Linked DNA regions of Manis pentadactyla: region 1 is linked to region 2. Evidence: chromatin contacts called from public Hi-C data. All regions are on one chromosome and are shown on one strand. The core of a region is the stretch at or near the end of the contact, and the rest is flanking DNA. Distances in the headings are between cores, read along the strand shown.

Region 1 (7,109 bases), core at 3,261-5,760, 130 kb after region 2:
ATAACACTGTGTCGTATTGATGCTGCTCCAACTGGAACATGATACCTGAGAGCAGAGAGCTCATCTGTGCCCTCTTTGTTGCTCTGGTTAGAGATTGTGTAATTTTGGTGCCAACATTTCAAAAGACATATGTCAGCACTGGGAAAAGGGCTATTTGAGTGAATGCAGATGGGAAAAATAGCATCTCTGGGGAAAGGCTAAATAATTTAGGATTTTAGGCTAGAAATGAAAGAATGGCAGGGTCTTCAGAACTGTTTAAAAGTGGGTTAGCATGGCCAAGCTGCCAGGTGTTGGGGTGACAATTAGGACCACGAGCCAAACTGAAAGTAACAATCAGCCTGTACTCACTTGGGACAGCAGTGCAAGAGGCAAAAAGAGGCAGCAGCTCCCCAGTGCTCCATTTTCCTCAAGGGAACAGCACCGTGAGGGTCAGATGACAGGCAGATGGGGAGCTGTCTGTTAGGGACCCCGAATAAAAGGCTCCTTCCTTCTTAGTAGTGAAGGGTGTGTCATTAAAGTGGAGATAGTGTCTCAGCCAGCGTCCCCAGTAAGGTCTGGGCAGAGGCGCCTGAGAGATGCTGAGCTGGGGCCCGATAAGGAGGGGTTGGCCTGGGAATGCAGCTGTGCAGGAGCGTGGGGACCCCGGGGTGCCTGAGTCCTTGGGTGCCCCGCCCTCCAGAAAATTGCCCACCCCTGGCGGGTAATGGTCTACTGCCCTTCCTGCCACAATAGGTTTTGGCCTGGAGCCTGAATCCTCTAGCCAGCATCCTTCTGCCACCAAAGCCCCGTCCTTTCCGGAAAAGCCATCCTGTTCGCATCCTACTCCCGTGATCTGGCTCCAGCTGCATCTCACCTGCACCAGAGTCTCTGCCTCCAGATCTCACATCTTTGACACACCCTCCCCATCTCAGTTATTCTAGAATGCCACAAATGACCTGTTCCACTCAATTGAAACCTTTTGGGGTGCCCCACCACCAAACTTGGAAGACTAAAGACTGCTCCCACCACCCACCTCCCCGCCGCCCCGGTAACACTGTGCTCCTTTTTTCCTGGTCAGCCTCCACACCTGCTGCCCCTTGGCCTGGACGCTCCCTCCCAGCTTGTCCCTCAAGCTGCAGCTCAGAGTTCACCTACTCCAGGAGTCAGTCTCCCCAGGCTCTACGGGGCCCCCACACTTTGAACATGCTTTTAGGACAGACCTTATCACGCTCTGCTCATTGTCTATAATGCGCTGCCCAGCAGGGACACCATCTTTGCAAACCTTATCACACAGGAGGCCTGGCTGAAGAGATGTAGTGAAATCAGCAAGTGAACAAATGCCTACTCCAAGTTCTGGCTCCTTTCTGTTTCCTTAGAATGTCCCTAGTCTGCCCCCCATTTCCTGTCAGCACCCTCACACGCAATCTGGGAGCAAAATGATCAGAGCGCAGAAGGTCCTGGGGCAACATTCGGGATCTGTTAGCCTGGCAGAGGGTCCTTACTGTTAATTGGCAGACAGCCCAGACCCCCACAGAAATCAAACAAATCTGAGTTGAAAGTTTTCACCTTTCTCCCATGAAAATAACACCCTGGCCTCTTGTCTGATTAAAAGCTTTATTTCTAGAAGCAGAACTCTTTAACCCAAAGGTCAGGGATCAGCCTGTCTATAAACCCCAAATCCCACTTTCCCAAGTCCCAGCCTCCCTTGAGGTTCAGAAGCTCCACCACCTGGCTTCACTCCTGCAGCCCCCATCTCTGGACCCCTCTTCTCAAGGATGGATGGACCACCTTCGCTCAGAGCTCAGACTTGGTCTCCCAACTTTTCTCCCTTCTACACCTTTCACAAAAGCTCCATTTCCATGGGAAAGACACCAGCCACCCACCTGCCTTCTGAGAGAGGGCGTTTCCATGGGAAACAGGAGAGGAGGGGGCTCTGGCGTCCTGAGGGGGCCTTCACAGGCAACAGAGCCGCTCCACCTCCTCCTCACAGGCATAGAATTTTTCAAATAGTTCAGGAGAGGTGCTATTGCACTCAAACCATCTCCTTAGTGTGCCCAGGGCCCGGAGGGCATCGGCTTTGGTGGGCAGAGACTCGAAGCCATCCTCTCCAGCCCCCTCCTCACCTTCCGTGCCCGTCTCCTCTTTGCATGCTCCAGACACAGGCCCCTCACCCTCCAGATCCACAAAGCGGGAAAACTCCTCGTGGCTCAGCCCACCAGGGGCTGGCGGCATCTCAGAGGCTTTGTCTGGGGACAGAGGCATTTTCCAGGGAGCCAGCCCCTCCTGAATGAAGCTGCTGACAATGAGCTGGGGAGGCACCTTGGCCCAGGCTGCCGCCGCCATGTGCAGAGCATCCAGCCCTGTGACGCCTGCCCCAGCCTCAGCCAGTGAGGTGCCAGCCCTCTTGCTCTGGATGGCAGCCAGCTTGCCCAACAGACGGTGCCGGTAATGGGCCTTAAAGGACCGGACCACGGAGCTAGGCAGGGAAGGCATGATGCCAGCAGCGGACAGAGGCAAGAGCCTCACATGGCAGAGCCCAGGCAGGCCTGCCAACTCCTCTGCCACTCGGGCAGCCAGCAGCAAGGCTACCTGTCGGCCTTGCTGCCCCATGTCCCGATCAAACTGTGCCAACCACTCTGACCAGGGGATGCCCAGGTCAGGGTGGTAGGAGGCGGGCAGAGCCTCACTGCTGACCCCAAAGAAGCACCTTGATGCAGCCTGGAGCCCACTGACCAAGACCCGCCGCTTCTCTGTGCCTCTGCTGTTGGCACAGAGCAGCACCTGTACTTGATCACATATACCCACTCTGCCGGGCACTGCCCGATAGAACAAGGGCACTTCCACACAGCCAAAAAGGTCCTCTGGGGAGAAGTCTTTAAGGGAAAGAGGCAGCTGGGCTTGGGCCATGGGGCCTGAGGAAGGCGGCTCAGGGGGGAACGGAGTTGCAAGTACATGGCGGGCCCCAAAGCCTACATTGTTTCGGCGTTTCCAGCGGACCAGCCAGCCGATGCTGGGCACAAAATCCTGGCCCATGATGTCCGCCAGCTCCTTGGCTTTGTGGAGCAGCATGGGCCCCGTCACGTCCCAGGCCTTGGTCCGGGCAATGTGGTACCAACAGAGCAGAGCCTCGTCGATCCCGCTGTACTTGGACTCCCGCTTGCGCTTCCGCTCGCGGTTGGCTGTGCCGCTGCACCAGTCCGCCAGCAGCTTCTCCTTATTCTTGCAGATGCGTGAGATTTGGGGCTGGGAGACCTGGAAGCGCCGGGCCACCTCTGACTGGGACATCTTGGACTCATCCAGGAGTTCCAGCACCTGGATCTTTTCAGCCAGAGACAGGGCATGAAGCTTCTTCTTGCTGCTCAGCTCCATGGCGTCTTTACGGCACCTTTGGGGGTTGGACACAGCAGGGTACAGGTGGCTGAGACCAGGAGGCATGGGAGAGGAGCACAGGAAGGAAAAGAGAATCTAGGAGGACAGGAAATAGGCCAGTGTGTGGGCAAGGCCAGGGCAGATGGGACTGGGTGGGAGAGGGTGGGGGGTACGCTGGGTCGGAGGAGAGCAGGCTGGCCTGAAGGAAGGGAAGCGGCCAGGCTGGGTGAACACTGGGCTAGGCAGTAATCCGGAGGAACGCCAGAACGGAGCTGGGGAGGCCTGGCCCCCGTCAGATGGAGAAGGGAGTCTGGCCTGGGGTTTGGGGCAGCCAATGAGCAGAGCTGACAGGGCAGCTGCAGACAACAAAGGGGTGTGGAGCGGGGAGGACGTGGGGCTGGGGCTAAAGGGGCAGGTGAAGAGATAATCAAGGCTGGGGGAGGAACCCCTGGGAAGGGGAGGGCATGATGGTCTGGGCAGGATTTGGATGCAGATAGTCGGGGGCGGGGTGTTGGAGTGGGTGCACAGAGTTGGGTGACAGATGTACAGACGACAAAGAGGACGGATGGGGGCTGAAGAAGCGAGTCTGATTTGGTGCTGGGTCCTGAGGAGGTAAGGCTCGGCGGAGACCCTGCCTGGAGGAAGAGTGGGAGCACAGGGCCAAGAGGGCAGGTGCACAGGCGACAAAGGGCAAGAGGGGTGAGGAGGCCGCGGGCAGCGAGAGGGGCAAGGGTGTCCCCCGAGAGGGGGATGGCCTGGGAAGGGTTCCAGGAGCGGGCACGAGTGCCTGGGACCTAGGCCGGCCCGGAGCTGGGCTCCGCAACCTGGGCAGCCTCTCCCCACCTCGACGCGGGGTCCGTCGGCGTGGTGGACGCAAGCGCCCGTCCGTTCGGCCTCCCCACCTCCCGGCCTCGCGGCCTCCCGCTCCGAACCCACCTCAGGCGCTCGTCCCGCGGCTCCCGCCCCTGCCCCGGCCCAGCTCCCGAGCCGCTGTCCGGGCGGCGACGGGAGAGCAGGGGAGGGACGGGCGCCACGACCCAGAGGGCGGAGCGGGCCGAGGGGCTGCGTGGGCGCGGGCGCGCGCACAGCAAGGCCCGGTGCGCGCCGCCCGCGCTGGGCTCTCTCCGGGCTGGGAAGATCGCGGTGCCGCGGCCAGGCTCCCACCCGCCGCAGCCCCGCCCCAGACCAATCAGATTGGCCTTCAGTAGCGTCCCGTCCCGCCCCTGGCTAAGTTTCATTGGACGTGGCGAAGTGGCGGTTCGTCGGTCCCTCCAGGGGGCGGGGCTTACAACGCGAGGCGGCGGCGAGGCGGAGCCAAGCCCGGGCCGGAGTCCGCGGGGCCAGGCCGCGGCTGGGGACCCACCCTCCCAGCCGGACGAGCCTCGGGGCAGAGTTGGGGACAGAGAGAGGACCTGGCGTCCCAAGGGCTTCTAGCCGAGACCCTAGGCAGCCGCAGCCTCCTCATCTATCACAGAGGGTTATATCCCTCACGGAGTGGTTTTGAGAAAATGGATGCAAGCTTTCGGCTACACAAAAGCCGTTACCATGGACAGCGCTGGCCTCACGTCAACCAGCCCAGCTATGGACCAACTACCAGCCTGGGGCCAGTTCTGATTTAGGGCGAGTAAAGACTAAGTTTTATTAGTTTTGGCACCTGTTGGCAAGATTCAAGTTCCTAAACTCAAGATGTAATGTCATTCCCTTCCTTGGTAACCTTCAGTTCTGTACGTACCTAGTCTCTGCAATTAAATGAAGTCATCCTAACCTGCGCCCAGGGTTCTCTACCTTCGCTTTCAGCCTGTTTTCCGGACCTGCCTCTCGCCGCGCCTCACAGCCGAGTGGAAGACTGGGGCCACAGATGAGATCCCGTCTTTTTAACAGGCTTCCTCCCACCCAAACCCTACTGGCTGATGCTTTTTGGCCCCATCCTAAATCCCACTTCTTGCAAACCTTTTTCAACTTTTCTTATGCCTGCTACAACGTTCTAATTTCTTAACTTTCTTTTTACGTTTATTTTCTGGTCCCTAAGACTGCTCAACCACCAAGGACCATTGATTTACTCCCTCTGCTCTGCCTTACTTCCATGTAAAACCATGAGGACAGGGACTCTGCTCTGTTCCTAACAATTCCCACCCCCAGAATACCCTGCTCACTTCCTGAATGCAAAGGCCTAGGCCACTGCCTTCCAGTAGGTAACAAGTGGCTTTCACACTGTTCCAGAAAACCCTAAGGAAACTTCAGGGGGATTGTGATGCTTTTAAACTTTTAAAAGTTTTAGAACTTCAAAATACACTCAGTGAGATACATAAGATCCACTATGGTAGCTGTCAATAGTTGATAAAAAGGAAACCTTTTTGTGCACATACACATGCCAAGGATGGCTGCAATGCTGCACTACTGGCCAAGTGCCCGCACACTGCACTGGAATGAACGAACACCAGGCAAGCAAGGCTGAAGCGCCTCTGCTCAGGCTCACTACTTGTGCAAGAAACTTGCAGGTGTCCCACTGAGGTCTTTAGTCTTCTGTGTCACTAATTCTTTCAAATGTTTCTGGACCCATTTTAAGCACCTGAAATTGGAAGGTCAACTGTTATAAACTTCACCACTTGCATATACAAGTCTAGCAGGGTTTCCTCAGGACCAACCAAAATACAGAAATTATAAGGATGCTAAAGTCGATTGTAACCCAAATTTTGTATTAATCAAACCTTCATTATTTCAAATAATTATTTTAAATTCAGTTTACCTAAGAAATTAAAACTATCTAATTTTTATCTGCTTTACATACTGGGTGGGATTCAGCAAAAATTCTGATTTTGGGGAAAAAACAAACTATTTCACAACATTTAAAAACCATTGCCCTATAAAAGACAGTTTAAGGATGAAGTGACCTTAGCCAGGAAGAGGAATCAGCAGACAAACCATTCAGCAGGGGACTCTGTGTAAAAATGTTTATTTGTACTAATGTTTTAGAATACAGGAACTAAGAAAGCAAAGAAAGAAAAATGACACCTCAACTCCAAATCATAGGGCCTGCCCATGGCCAAGGGAAAGGCCACTTCAGGGTGTCCTGGTATGGACTATCCCCCCACTACTTAATGTTCAGTGTCACCAGGCAGAAAAACTGAGGAATCAGGGTTGAAGACCTTACCAGCTGCTAGCTGAGCGTGCAAGGGAAGAAAGGGATGTCTATGTGGCTTCCCTGTGACTCAGGAGCCAGGATAAACAGCAGGAGGCAGAGGCTCCCAATTCGGTTAAGGGCAGGAGCTGAATGCCCAGGTCTAGGAAGAGAAGGGGATTTCGGAGGTAGGCTTTTTCATCGAGTTAAAAAACAGGCACATTATCCAACATCTCCCTGTGGCCCCCAAGCTTCTGGCCTGGCCCCTTGATACTTCCCCTCTCCCCACAAAACTAAAGGGAATGAGGGAGGCAGAAAATAGGAAATTCCAAGGGTGGGGAATGCTTCAGTCACTAGAGACCGCCTGTAAGCATGTGCTAGTTAAGCACAAGAATCAGGGTAAAGCGGCTACACCCCCTGAAGTGGGGTAGAGTGGGGCAGGACGGGGCCAGGCGGGTGACCAAGAGCGTCCTGGCTCCAGCAAAGGATCCCAGATAGCAGCAACAGAGGACTGCAGAAGCCACTCTGGGGGAAGGTGGTGGCTAGGCTAAGCAGCACGAAGGGCATGGAAAGTTCCCCACAAGCCCGGCCTCAGCCTGCTGAGTTGCTCACTCCCAGCCACTCCCCAGCCTGGCTCATCTCT
Region 2 (6,608 bases), core at 994-3,493:
TACTATGTGCCAGACACTCTAACTATGCACTTTAAGTTACTGAATCCTCAGCATGTGCCTGTGAAGTAGGGGTTTCCTTTGAAGTAGGACTGAGCTTCAGCCAAGGGAAGTCACACAGTAAATAAGAGGTGGAGCCGGGGTTTGAGCCCAGAGAGCCTGGCTCCGCAGTCTGTGCTTGTCTCCAAGGGACTATATATGCGGGAGCCAGCAAAGTGGAGAGGGGACAGGGGTAAGGAATGCAGGACCAAAGCCCGGGGTCGGGTGAGGGGCTCACCTGAATCTCTTCCAGGAAGAGATTGGTCTCCACAAAGCGGTTGTTCATGAAGCCACCAGGCGCCCGGCAGTTCTGCAGGAAACGGGCTGGATTGGGGCGCACCTTGGGGTTGGCTCCAACCAGCTCACAGTAGTGGGGCACCAGCGATTTGGGGACCTGTGGGAAGGATCAGTGTCAAGGCAGGGCTGGCTGGCTGACAGGGAGGGGCTGGAGTCGGGTCGGACACTCACCTTTCCAGGGTTGCGCAGAGCAGCTGCCCGAGGTAGGGGCCCGTTGAAGACTTCCCAAATGAGGCAGCCCAAGCGCCACATATCAGCTGACCTGAGACAGTGACCAAAGCTGCTCAAGGCCCTGCCACCTGCCAGCACAGGCCTCCAACCTGCCCTGGGCACCAGGTACTGACTACATGGCAGACTCTGGGCTGTGTCCCCCCACAGATCCTCCCATTAGCCCCCAAAAGCAGGTTTCATTAGCCCCATTTAACAGATAAAGAAACCAAGGCTTGGAGAAGCAAGGTTGTCCACCCCAGGTCAACTTTCAAATTCAGAACCACCTAACTCCAAAGTTTATGTTTATCTTGTTCTACCTCCCTGAGGATCCTGGGAGCAGAAAAGTGGGTTCCACATGAAGACCTTGGTTCCCTCCCAAGTTGGGCAGCAGGGGACAGGGGAATGCCAGCTAGCTGCAGGGGCCTCTAGAACAGGGCTGGTTGGGGCATACTATCCCCAGTCACCCACCACTTCTCTCTGACTGCTCTGCCACTGCCATCAGCCAACTCAGGGGGGTCATACTGCTCGAGCTCAGGGATCCCCTTGTGGGGGGGTCCCCCACCATTGCCCTGGGCCGAGTACATGTAGTCCAGGCCCCCAAGCTTCCACTCGCCAGCACGGTCCACGAACACAGCTGCCATGCAGACATTGTTGTGGATGAGGCTGCAGTCGTTGACCAGGAAGCTAAGAGCTTTCTGGGGACAGAAGGAGCCATCACACCCCAGCACCCAAAGCCCCCACCCCTGCCCACATCACCACTACCCCCCACCTCACCACAATCTGGTGTAGCCCCCAGGAGAGCTCCAGCTCCTTCAGGCCACCAGCCTCTACTCGTGCCTTGAGGTACATTCCCAGTGGGGTGACAGCCTCTGTCACTACGTGGAGGCATTTGTCTGTCTGAAGGGGATACGGGATGAAGACAGGAAGGGGAAATGAGAGACATGATGGGGGAGAGGAATGGATAAGGGAACGTCAAATCTGGGGGTGCTGAGGCAGAGGGGTGGAAACTGAGGGGCGACAAGTACCTCCAGCCCATCGATGTAGGCCAGAATGTTGGGGTGCCGAAGAGTTTTGAGGCGCTTGAAGGCAGCTTTGGCCACCTGGGTCTGCTCTTCGGCGCCTGGCTTCACATCATACACAAAGATAGACACCGGGCTGCCTGTGGCCTGGGGGAGAAAGGCCTCGGGGGTTTGCGCGGGGCCGGGGCTGACCGCTCCAACCTCGCGCAGGTCCCCACACCTGTTACGTGCCTAAGGAAAGGCCCCCTGGCGGGCCTCTCCCCAGGTCAGCCCCCGGGGACTTAGTTGAGCCACGTGACCCCGGTTCCGTCCGCCTGTCGGGCCCTAGATCCTTCCGTCCGCCACGTCGACACTGGTAGTGCCCCTTCCCCGGCCCGTTACCCCGGAGGCTCCGCAGCCACGTCAGGCGGGGCGCGACGCGGCGGCGCCGGCGGCGCTGCCCAGGCGAGGCCGAGGTCTGCCGCGGCCTTCGGAGCAGGGCAGTTCTCACCTTCTTGCGGCCGCGGTGCAGGACCCAGGGTCCGGGCGGGCCGTTCTCGGGGGGCTCCGGGCTGAGCTCGAATGGAAAGTCCCGGACCGGGTCTCGGGCAAAGAACCACATCGTTCCCGCCGCCGCCGCCGCCGCCGCCGCCGCCGCCGCGAGCTCGGGAGCCTCAGCGCCCGCTCCTCCGGCGGCCCGAGCCGGGGCGGGGCGGGGCCGCGCGGCTGGGGGAGGGCCATGGTGGGGGCGGGGCCGGAGCAACTCATTCTCCGCGCAACGCGCGCGGGCCGAGGGCCGCCAGTGACGTAGGGGGCGTGGGCGGGTCCCTCAGACACTGAGCTTCCGGGTCCTTCCTTAAGTCAAAAATGTGGGGCGTAGAGTCCACCTCCTAGCGTTATTATAAGGACTGAGAAGGCACCGAGGACGGAGAAACCGAGGCAGGGAGGAGGATGGAAAAGGAAGTGCTGAAAGGGTGCCGTAAGGAGTGAGGTAGAGGCTCAGGGAGAGTGCTTGTCCCCGGGCCAGATGCTCTGTCTCACCAGCCGGTGGGAGAGCCCCAGGGAGGCGTCCGTGCTGGTGAAATGACGGGGTGACCAGGGGAGGGGCACAGGAGGCAGAGCCCCTGAGAAAGGGCGTGGGGAGGGACTCCAAGGGAGTCCAGGAGCCCCGCAGCAGGAGAGGGGACCTGCGGCGGAGGAAGAGGCAGTGACCCCAGGAAAGGAGTCAGGTGGAGGAGGAGTAGCCCAGTATGTCCAGAAGAGGCCAGAGGGCCAGCAGGGGCCCTGCTCTCCTGGGCCCAGCAGACCCGACTCCCTAGTCTAGAAGGCCGGCATCTCCTCCAGGCTCTGAGTGCCTGTGTGGACAGGGGCCGGCAGTGGTAAGGTGGTGTCAGCAGCTCTAACGCCAGTGACACTGGCAGGGATGCAGCCTCTTAGCTGGACAGAGCCAGCGTCCGGGAGGGGCTGGACAAGCAGGGGACCCAGGGTTGGGGACAGTCCCGCAGCCACACCTTGTGGAGTGTCAGTGAGATCCTGGAACTGATTATGAAATACCTGCTTGGGATGCCTTTGGGAGCAGATTCAATGGCAGGGATGCCAAGTCAGCAGGGCTGGTTCAAACCCTGGCTCAGCTCCTCTCACTGACTGCAAACTCACCTTACCTTCTGGGAGCCTCAGTTCCCCCATCTATAAATTAGGATGAACAGTGCCCTGCGCCTCACCTGACACAGAAGAGCCCCTCAGCAGAGACTCATTCTCTCCCTTTCCTCATCCAAGTACGTGGGCAGGAAGGACAGTCACACAGAGGGAGGATCACATGCAGCGTTGGCTGCTCAGAGCAGGAGGTTGGTTGCTCCAGAGGAGATACAATAGGATGGCAAGCAGCAGAGCCTAGAGGCCGATGCCTGGGTTCAAATCCCATTTCTATGGGATCTTGGGCAAGTCACTGTATCCCTTTTCCTCATCTGTAAGTGAAGACATAAAAGTAACTGTGTAAGTATTCACCGTGGTAGTCAGTGGAAGTATTTAGCCCCATATAAATAGCACACTGGAGAGGGAAATGGAAAGCTTTGGAAAGGAACTTGTAAACAAGACGTAGCATAAATGAAAAATAAAAAGGAAGTGATAGGAAGAGCCCAGTGCTGGAAGTGATGTATTAACCAGAGATCTTCAGAAGATGGCACAGGAGGTGAAAACAATCCATGAAGGCAAGAAACTTAAACCCTCAAACACGGTGCCCCTGACAAGGTAGAGGGTAAGGAAATAAAGCTGTGATCACCGCCAGGCTTAGGACATTTTTTTCAGTCTTGCAATATAGCAACCTAACTGAATGTTTTAATTTTCTCCAGGAAACTGATGTCTTTATTCTCACTGTAACTTTTTATTTATTATTAAGAAAGTAGTGTTCCTCTCCTCTCATGAAATAAAAACATTTTTCTGTTACTCAATTGATAAGAACTTGAAAAATTCTTTGGTTGTATATTCAAGTAATATTCTGCCCTCAGAGCATCAAGAGTTGGGGCAAGGAGGAGTTCAGGATTTCAGGCACTGCTGGTGGGGATTAGTTGGCACAGCTGTAGTGAAGGACAAGTTGGCAATAAGTGTTACTTTGCCCCAGTAATTCCACTTCTAAAGATGTATGCTACACAATCCCTCATTCAAGTATGCAAACATTTACACAAAGTTGTGTAGTTGTTAGAGCCTCAATTATGGTGTCAGACAGCCTGTATCCCAGCTCTGCTGCTTATGAGCCATGTGACTTTGGACAAGTTATTTCCTCTCTTTGTACCTCAGTTTTCTCATCTGTAAAATGGGTAGAATAATAGCATTATTCCATAGGTGTGGTAGGCTGAATCATGTCTGCTCAAAGATATCCACTACTGAATCCCTGGAACCTGTGAATATGTTACTTTATATGATAAAAGGGACTTTGCTGTTGTGATTAAGTTAAGGATTTTGAGATGGAGAGATGATCCTAGTTTATCCAGGTAAGTTCACTGTAGTCACAAGGGTCCTTATAAGAGGGAGGCAGGATGATCACTGTAAGTAGTAGGAGATGTGATGGTGGGAACAAGAGGGTGGAGTGATGTGAGAATGGGGCCGTGAACCAAGGAATGCAGGCAGCCTCTAGAAATGAAGGACAAGGAAACAGATTCCTCCCCTGCAGCCCTCAGAAAGGACACAGCCCTACCGACTTCATTTTAGACTTCTGTCATCTAGAACTGTAAGAGAATAGATTTGTAATAATTTGTTGTAATATCCATAGAAACTAATACAACAGGCTTCTTGTGAGGATTCGTGAGTTAATATATGTAATTAGTGTATAGCACACAGTGAGTGCTCAATAAATGACAGCTTTTATGTGGATCATAGGACTGTTTTGTAATAGTGGAAAAGTGGAATAATGCATCAGGAGTGGAGTAATTCAAAACTCCATCCATACAGTGAGACCACAGCAGCAGTTAATAAGAAAGAGGCTGCTGTATAGCTATTGTGGAGGCGTGAAGATGATGATCACAGTATCAGCTGTTTTCTGAGTCCTTCCTGCATGTCAGACCTGGGCTAAGCCTCTGCTGCATTCTCTCTCCTGAGCTTCAACAGTAGGCGGGATCTATTTCAGTCTGAGAGAAACCACAAAGTAATTTGAACAGGAGAAGTCTAATATAAAGAATTATTAACTATACAAGGGATTGGAGCAATAAGGAATTGGCTGGCAAGAAATAAAGAGAACGCTACAGGACTAGCAGATATAAGAAGCACCCACACAGGAAAAGCCCCCCATCCAGCCCCAGGTCTGAGATCCAGGCTTGGCTGGAGAGGGGGTGGCTGTGGCTCACTGAATAGTGGAGAGGTTGATGGAGTATTGTGCAGGCCCTGTGGAACTTGCTGGAAAGCCATCATCCTTTAGGCTGCTAGGGAAGAAGCATCCCTATACTCCTAGGGTGGGGGTGGGATGCTGGGGGAAGCAGCTGCTGCTGGGTGCTGCTGGGTGCTGCTGGCCACCTGCACTGCCCGAGCCTGGTCAGCGGCAAAGCTGTCCCTGTGGCAGAAGCTGAGCTGGAGACCTGACTACTGCTGTGCAAGCCAGCTGAGAGGAGCACAAAAACACCAGGAAGCAAAACCTCTTCCTCAGGAAATGTCCGTCGGTGCCCTCTACTGGCGAAATTTAGCATTGTGCCATCTGGCAAAGAAAATATTTAAAGGGCCCAGATCCATTTTCATAGAGCAGGCAAACATCATGAATTGGGAGCTGAGAGGCAATAAATAATTGACACAGCATCATTAGTTCCATTGTTACATATGAGGAAACTGAGGCTCCAGAAAGGGGAAGCAGCACAACCAGGGCTAGGATTTGCTTTGCTCTCCAAAGCTTTTAGAAAGCAGGTCGCAAAAGTATCCGTATTACATCATCCTGGCAACAAGTCCACTACCTGTAGACAGACACAGACATACTCCCCAGCCGGGAGGGCTGCATACCGAATGCCAGCGGCTCCTAGGATATGCAGATGGCAGGTTCTTCTTACTGCATTATTAGGTTGAACGGTATAAAATTGCTGTGTTTATAGGTCAAAAATAGTGAAGTACTGACAATTTCAGACGGTTTGAACATAATATTTATTTCTGTGATGTGATATTTGAAGTTTTCACAATGAGTATGAATTACTTTCATAAAAAATTAAATGGGAAATGTCATTGATATGATGCCTGGAGGCCTGCAGGGGAGCTCTTGTGCCCATCACGCCATGAAAATCACAAACCCCACCGAAAAGAAGAGCCCCACACCTTGCACGTCCATCTGCTTCAGCTACTTTACTTCCCAGCAGGAGGAAGAGCTGCTGCTCACCCCAGCGATGGCCCAGCCAACGGGAGAGACTGTCACGACTTAACCACTGAGAAGCCACAACATGCAGGACTCCCAGTTTACTCCACTGGACTTTTTACTTAGGATGCCCCCCCCCAACTTGCCATTCCTCTATAAAAGAGCATTCCTCTCTTTTGTTCTGTAGATGTGCCTGTAGTTTTGCCATAGTTTGCTTATCCCAATTTGAAATTCTCTGCTGTTCCTGA

The links. A called contact is a pair of places that touch in the nucleus more often than the background predicts.
Region 1: a contact with region 2 is called in a Hi-C map of fibroblasts, with 5 times the contacts expected there. The contact joins the promoter of TIGD3 here to the promoter of SCYL1 in region 2. A contact is called at or near these places in 2 of 3 Hi-C or Micro-C datasets (fibroblasts and skin fibroblasts).

Annotation. Positions count from the first base shown.
Region 1 is chr9:13,063,863-13,070,971 of mManPen7.hap1, forward strand. TIGD3 (tigger transposable element derived 3) reads right to left here and starts at 4,511. Exons shown (of 2, transcript XM_036928355.2): 1 at 4,285-4,511; 2 at 1,577-3,364. The coding sequence starts at 3,348. The coding sequence ends at 1,933. DPF2 (double PHD fingers 2) reads right to left here. Exons shown (of 11, transcript XM_036928438.2): 11 at 6,285-7,109.
Region 2 is chr9:12,932,287-12,938,894 of mManPen7.hap1, forward strand. It overlaps SCYL1 (SCY1 like pseudokinase 1), which reads right to left and starts at 2,244. Exons shown (of 18, transcript XM_036928973.2): 1 at 2,053-2,244; 2 at 1,569-1,709; 3 at 1,318-1,440; 4 at 1,012-1,238; 5 at 505-595; 6 at 275-430. The coding sequence starts at 2,163.